Regions from separate parts of the Macaca fascicularis genome. Here region 1 is linked to region 2. A link is a contact called in public Hi-C data. All regions are on one chromosome and are shown on one strand. The core of a region is the stretch at or near the end of the contact, and the rest is flanking DNA. Distances in the headings are between cores, read along the strand shown.

Region 1 (3,625 bases), core at 513-3,012, 110 kb before region 2:
GTTATCCATTATGTCCAACTTATTGAGTTGTAAAATAGCTCAAAGGCCACGAAAGGTGCACAGCCCCTATAGGATCAAAATTAGATAACCCTGAAGAGTGGGTGGGCTCTAGACCTTTTCCTACAAAGGGCTAGATAGTAAATGTTTTCGGTTTTGCAAGCCATATGGTTTTTGTACAGATATTCAACTGCCATTGAACATGCAAGTAATCTTAGACAAAATGTGAAGGGTGAATGTGGCTGTGTGCAATAAACTTTATTTACAAACACAGGTGACTAACTGGATCTGGCTTACTGGCTGTAGTTGGCCAACCCTGCTCTAAACAATGCATAATTTTCCATTGAAGCATACATTTTACCCTACAGATACAACAATAAGATGTTGTTACGGGCTGAATTGTGGCTTCCCAAAATTCCTTTGTTAAAGTCCTAACCCCCACTACCTCTGAATGTAACTGTAGTGGGACATGGGGACGTTAAAAGGATGATTAAGGTAAAATGAGGTCATGTTGGTGGGTCCTAACCCAATATAACTGATGTCCTTATAAGAAGAGAAAATTAGGACTGGGCACAGTGGCTCATTCCTGTAATCTCAGCACTTTGGGAGGCTGAGGCAGAAGGATCTCTTGAGCTCAGGAGTTCGAGACCAGCCTGGGCAACATAGTGAGACCTCCATCTTAAAAAGAAGAAGAAGAGGAAGGAGGAGGAGGAGGAGGAGCAGAAGAAATGAAAAGAAAAAGAGAGAAGGCAACTAGGACATGGATTGGCACAGAGGGAAGACCATGTGGTGACACAGAGAGAAGATGACCATCTATAAGCCAAGGAGAGGGGCCTCGGAAGAAACACACCCTGCCAATACATTGGTCTTGGACCTTCAGCCTCCACAACTGTGAGGCAATATAATAGCCCTAGCAAACGAATACAGATGTCTTCCAGTTTTAAAAAGATAGCTACATAATCATGGGTCAAGTGAACAGGACGCTACTTTTCCTTAAAATTGTTTTATTAAATGCAATATTGGCAACATACACTTCAAAAGTGGAGATAGGAGGAAGGTTTGGATGTCAAACAAGTTTAGAAACTATAGCAAACTGTAGTTCCTTCTTAGAAATCCACTACATTCTCAGTATGCATAATGCTCCTGAGATATCCTGCAATCACGTCTGTTCAACCTTTGCATAACCCTGACTTTCCCAAACTTTGAATGCCTTTTCAAAAAGAGATACAGTTCTGATGAATAAAACCATTGTTCTTGGAACACACTTTGGAAACACTAGTATGAACAAATTATGAGGCAAATATTCTAAGGATGTAAAGATGTCTGTGGACTGAGCCTTGAGAACTGTGGGATTCAGAAGGCTGGAAGGGAATACACACGTTCCAGGTAGGGGCAAAGGGAAGACTCTCTGTGGCCCGTCATGCGGGGTCATGATGTGGAAAGCAAGGCACAGAGGGGCCAGGCTGCCCAGAGCTGAGTGCTCACATTGCTGTGTGATAGGAAGGCTGGTCCTGAAGGAAGGATCAGTGCCCCCTTGTCAAAGAGAACCTGAGGCTTTCAGTGTCCAATTGTAGGATAAGGAGTGGAATTTGGAACATCTGGCCCTTGGTGTCCTCCTGGTGATCACTTCCAACAGAACTTAAACGCCCACAAAGGGTTCCTTCTATGAAGTCTCTGTCAATGGGGTGAAAGCCCGGATGGTGCGCCCAATGCCAGCCCGAAGCCACCAGATGGCGCGCGGAACCCGCAATGCACGCACGCCAGCCTTGCGTTTGTCCCCGCACTGGCCCCAGGCCTTGGGAAATGTGTCTTTCCCCTGCCTTTTTACACTTTAGGAAGCTCATCTTTAGAGATGCATGTGAAACACCCCCCGCCCCGCACAGCTGTGCTCCTCCTGCCCTTCCCCTCCTGGGACACATCGGCAGCCTTTCCCCGGTCTGAAGAGTTTCCAAGCCGAGGAGTCTCTTGCACGTTTGTTCTACTGGAACTCGAAGCCGGAAGCACTGAGCTTCCATTTTGTAACCCACAATCCCGGTGAAGTACAATCGTTAGGGAAAAAACATCTCAAGGATTGTGTGTTAGGGCAACCTCATTTCTGGCATGAAAACAAGCCCTGCAAACACTCTGTTACTCTGGTGTTCTGACTGCAAACACAGGGGGATGTAAGATTTTTAAGTAATCCCAAACCTCAGCCCTGAAGAGTTAATGATGTTCCTCATGCCACTGGGGCACGAAAGAAAGACTTGCATGTTCGGGTGGTTATGACTTGCCCAGAGCGGTGGAACGAGCCATAAGGCTGAAGGCCAAGGGATTCGGGCCACCCATGCAGTGAAATAATCCCCCAGAAATGCAGAGCCGGGAGTGGAAATGAAAGTAAAGAGAAGAGTCATTCCAGGGCATTGGCTAAACCTGACTAAACCTGACTGATCATCAAGCCTAAAGTTTGCTTGACTCCCGAAACTGCAAATCTCAGATTTGGGATGTACTGCCTAGATACCAGGAAATGACAGAAATCAAGCAGTTGGAACACTGTTCTTGTCCAACTCTGGGTCTTAAGCTCTGTTCTCATTTTCAGTTCCAAAAGCAATGAATAATTAATAAGGTAGTTTTTGAATGGAAAGCACATTTCAATGGATGGGTGATGCTTTCCGAAAGGCCTCTGACAGTTACTGTTTATTTCCTTCTTTCTTTCTCTTTTTGAAATAAAACCATGGAAGTGAAGACTGAAGCAATATTCAAATATACGACATCCCACATGTTTGACCCACCAGAGACTTGCACCAGTAATGAAAAGCAGGATCTAATATCTACCTTGTCACCTACTGTATGCCTCACACTCTGTTCCATGTTTTTATGGAAGTAATGTCTCATTTAATCCTCACAGTCATGGCTCCGTAGTTGGCACTGGCCCAGGTTTTTAGATGAGGACCCTAGTCTCCTATAAGGTTAAGCAGCTCACCCAAAGTCACACAACTAGTAAATTTGAGAATAAGGAATTGGAACTTGGTATATCTGACTTCAAAGCCTCAGTTCCTCTTCCTTTGCCCATGCATTTCACAGACTCATGGGACCTCATGGAGTTAGAAGGGATCTGGGAGGGCATTTGGATGAATGTTCTAAATAATACATGAATCTCTTTTCCAGCATTCTCTGTAAGTTGAAAGCTAAACAAGTGTGAATGTGCCTGAAATCAAAAGCTGAAGCCGAAAAAGAAGTCAGAGCAAGACTTCAGAATTCAGATAGAGGGCCTAAAATACATGTAATAGATTTTGGTCCTATTTTCTCTAAAAGTGGGACAGATGTATATATTTAAGTCTGTGAGACGACCAACAGTGCACCTAAGGAATGAGTCCAGAATGTTGTTCTCTTAGCCCAGCTCAAAGGGGAATAGTTGAAGAAAAATGACTAGGGAAAGAAGGCACGTGTTGGTATGGATGGGATGCCTGTGATATCCTGAAGATGTGTGCACTGTAATTCAAAGAGATTCAGAGGAATGCTACTGTTTCAGCATACACACCCTCAGGTCCTGGAACAATATGGTAAAAAGCTCCCCTCTCCCCCAGTTCTAGGGAAAGGTAACTAAGTGAAAGCAGGTGACCAGCCTCAGGCCACATAGCAAGGAGGTGGC
Region 2 (3,310 bases), core at 239-2,738:
CCACCTCTCTGGGGCCCAGCCTTCTTTGGTTCATAGAGGACGGAGAGGGCGGACTGTTGCTATTCCTCCTGGTAGTGGAGTGAACCTGGTTGGCATCTTTTGAGGCATGACTGCCCCCTGCATTGTCTGCTACTAAGATCAGGGCTGCCATGGGGGACTGGCCATTCTGGGCCGCTTCAGGCGGTGTGGTCCGGTTGGAATGAGGTGAGGCAGTGGGTGGTGGCGGAGACACAAAAGAGGATGTAGGAGTCATGGGGATCTTGAGCCCTTCTGTGGATGTGGACAGCCACGGCTGGGCCTCTCCATTGATCTTAGGGGGCCCGACTTCACCTTCTGGTTCTGGAGAGGGCTTCCTTTTCCTTGCTGTTCTTGCAACTGGAAACACAAAGAAATAAAAGGAAAAAGGAAACATAAATGGCGGTGCACTGAAAGGGATCCTTCCCTTCCTAACCCGAAACAAAACTCGTTACAGAATTCCTCCTCTCTAAAAGCACAGACGGAAAACCCTCCTACGAGTTTCAGGTGCACATACACGCAACTTGAAACATTTAGGCGTGTGGGGTTCTGAGGCAGTAGACTGAAAATAAAACGGAGCCACTGAAAATGGCAGGCTTGTAACTGCCTGTTTTTACACATGCACAAAAGTACCCTAGTTTGCACTGGGCATGTGACTGCTAATGTCCCCCAATAGGTTAAAAGGTGACTAGTGCCCTCATGCTCCCATCCAAGAATGTGCTGGGAAAGGAAAACCCCGTGTCAGAGCGTATCAGCCCAGTCTGACTCATCTCTGTTATGCTGCTTCAGCACATGAACACGTTGCCACTAAGCACTGGTTCCGCCTCAGGCAGATCAGGAAGTGGGGTGTTTGTTGTTTCTGAGCTGGGGTAAAATGGTGAATCGAAAGAACCACCCCTCCTCTGCTCTCCGTCCCCTTTTCTCCCCTAGAACCCCTCACTTCACAGCCGCCCCTACCTGCTTTAGACCCGTTGGCCCCGTTGGCCTCGAAACCCAACAACCTGCCTGCAGTCAGGGCCGGCTCCTTCTTAAACTTGCTCTCGAAGGGCCCCGAGTGGCCGTGCTGGTGCAGCGCCAGCAGCGTGTCGCGCACGGTCTTGGGCCTGTTGACCCAGTCCTGCTCTCCAGACCCGCGGCTCTTGCCCGCACCTTCCGCGCTCAGCTCGGCGGCCCCGGCCGCGGTGGACAGGCTGTCCGCCGGGCCCCGGTGCGCAGGCGGCGGCGGTTGCTTCTCCTTGGCTGCCGCCTCGCGCTGCTCGTGCTCCACGGCCGCGCTGCTCGACACGGATGCCGGCCGCTTGTGGGCGCCCAGGTCGGTGGGCTGCGCGGAGCCCAGGCTGGCGGCCGCGGTTCCGGACACCGCGGCTAAGGAGGCGGCAGCGCGGCCGCCGAGGCCGAGCGCGGTGGGCAGCGGCGTGGCCGAGCCGTTCATGAGCGGCACCAGGGTGGGCGGCACCGCGTGGCCGCGCCGCGGGTTCGGGCTCTGGCGATTCAACTCGGGAGGCTCCTCTAGCTTGGAGAAGCCGTTGGGCACCAAGATGCCGTTCACGGGCGGCGGCTGCGGCGTCGGCGGCTGGGCCAGGCTCGCGGCCGGACGACTGCCGCCGAAGTCAGAGCCGAGGCGCGGGGGCCGCTCGGCCGCGGCCGCCAGGGGGTAGCGCTCCAGGGCCTGCGGCGCGCGCGGGGCCGCCTCGGGGCCGCCGTGGCCGAGCTGCTGCTGCTGCTGCAAGAGGATGTCCTTGGCCGAGAGCGGCGGCGGCTTGGCGGCGGCCGGGGCCGCGGCGCCGGGCGGGGAGCGACCCTCCGGGAAGCAGCCGTGCGCCCGCTTGAGCTGCCGCGCTGTCTCGATGACGAACTCGACGCGGTCGGCGCCCTCGTAGTTGACGCAGCCGCGGCACACAGGTTCGGTGAAGTCCCAGATCATGGCCCAGGGCATGCGGGGCAGATCACACAGGTAGCACGACTGCCGCCGGGACGCGGCCGCCACCGCCACCGCCGCGGCCATGTCCGAGGAGCCCGCGGCGCCGGAGGAGGAGGAGGAGGGGGCGCCGCCGCCGCCCCCCACCGGCACCACGCGCGCCCTCCTCCCCCCCCAACCCCGCGTCTCCCCCACCAGCGGCGGCGGCGGCCGCAAAGGCGGCGGCGGCGGCGGCAAAGCCCGCGAAGGCTCGGCGCCCGCGCAGCGCCCCCGGTGCACGAGGGGCGGCGGGCGCGAGGCGAGGGGCTGCAGCCGCGGCAGCAGTTCCCCCCGGCCGGCGCGGGCGCGGGCGGGCGGCGCGGTGCGGCGGTGCGGCGGGCGCGGCGGCGGGGGCTCGGCTGGAGCCGCGGCGGGCCTCCAGACCGGGGCGAAGACGGGCCGCGCGGGCGCGGGGGAGCGCAGCAGGTCGCGGCGGCGGCCGGCACAGTGTGCGGGGCGGGGGGCGGGGAGGCCGGGGGGGCAGGGGGCGGGGGGCGGCCGCCGGGGCAGGCTCAGCCCGAGCGGCGGGGCATGCCGCGCCGGGGCGGCGGCGGCTGGGCGGCGTGGAGCTCGGGTGCGGCGCAGGCCCCGGGTCGCTCCGCCGCTCTCTCACAGCTCCTGGCGTCGCCGCTCTCCAGCGCCAGCGTCAGCGGCCAGCCCGCCTCAGCTCTGCCGCCGCCACCGTCGCTGCTGCTGCTGCCGCCGCGGCCGCTCCACTTCTACAGACTTGATTCTTCGACAGTCTCGCACAGCGCCTGCGCGGGCCCCCTCCCCTCGGGCGCGTGCCCGCCCTCCCGCGCGCGCGCTCCCCTCCCCCCTGCGCGCCGAAGGAGCGCTGTCGGGAGAGCCGGCTCTGTGGCGCCCGCCCGCTCGCGGGGCAGCGCGGCAGCGCAGCGCTGGTGTCCCCTCGGAACACGGCGCAAAGTGGTCGTGTGCTTTTCCTCCACTTTCCCTCACTTCACGCCCCACCCGGCTGTCTCGACCACCCTCAGGATGTTTTCCCCTGGTGTGCCTCTGGACCAAATCGTGCTAAAAGCCATTTCTTTTTCTTTTATGCAAGGCCACTTTGTCACTTGGTTTCCGTCAGTCTCCTGAGAATGGGGATTTTAGGTCTAGCGTGGTTCACAGTTCTGGTTTTTTAGGAGTTATACTTGAAAGCTCAATGTCGGACACAAGAGCATGAAATCCGTCACTGGTGCTTTGCATTTGCATTTGTCTTGGGAAGGACATACCCGCCGCCTGCCCCTTTTACTAACTAGGGAGAATCTGGATGTTCCCAAGCCCAGCACCACGTGCACACGCCGCCAGCTGGCTCGCGCGTTTTCCACGGAGCCCTCT

Evidence for each region. A called contact is a pair of places that touch in the nucleus more often than the background predicts.
Region 1: a Hi-C map of liver shows a contact between it and region 2, with 5 times the contacts expected there. The contact joins the enhancer-like site here to the promoter of LOC141407064 in region 2. A contact is called at or near these places in 2 of 2 Hi-C or Micro-C datasets (liver and skeletal muscle).

What each region holds. Positions count from the first base shown.
Region 1 is chr1:14,635,063-14,638,687 of T2T-MFA8v1.1, reverse strand. No RefSeq gene overlaps it. Among named protein-coding and RNA genes, the nearest start is that of TARBP1, 20 kb to the left of the region's middle. Within about 2 kb of position 1,762, at least 1 of the 6 cell types and tissues checked has an H3K27ac peak or open chromatin away from gene starts, as enhancers often do. A contact at or near this core is called in liver, where this site is marked.
Region 2 is chr1:14,524,580-14,527,889 of T2T-MFA8v1.1, reverse strand. LOC141407064 reads left to right here and starts at 1,488. Exons shown (of 9, transcript XM_073994398.1): 1 at 1,488-3,310. The coding sequence starts at 2,019. The coding sequence ends at 3,005. It overlaps IRF2BP2 (interferon regulatory factor 2 binding protein 2), which reads right to left and starts at 2,695. Exons shown (of 2, transcript XM_005539751.5): 1 at 973-2,695; 2 at 1-375. The coding sequence starts at 2,020.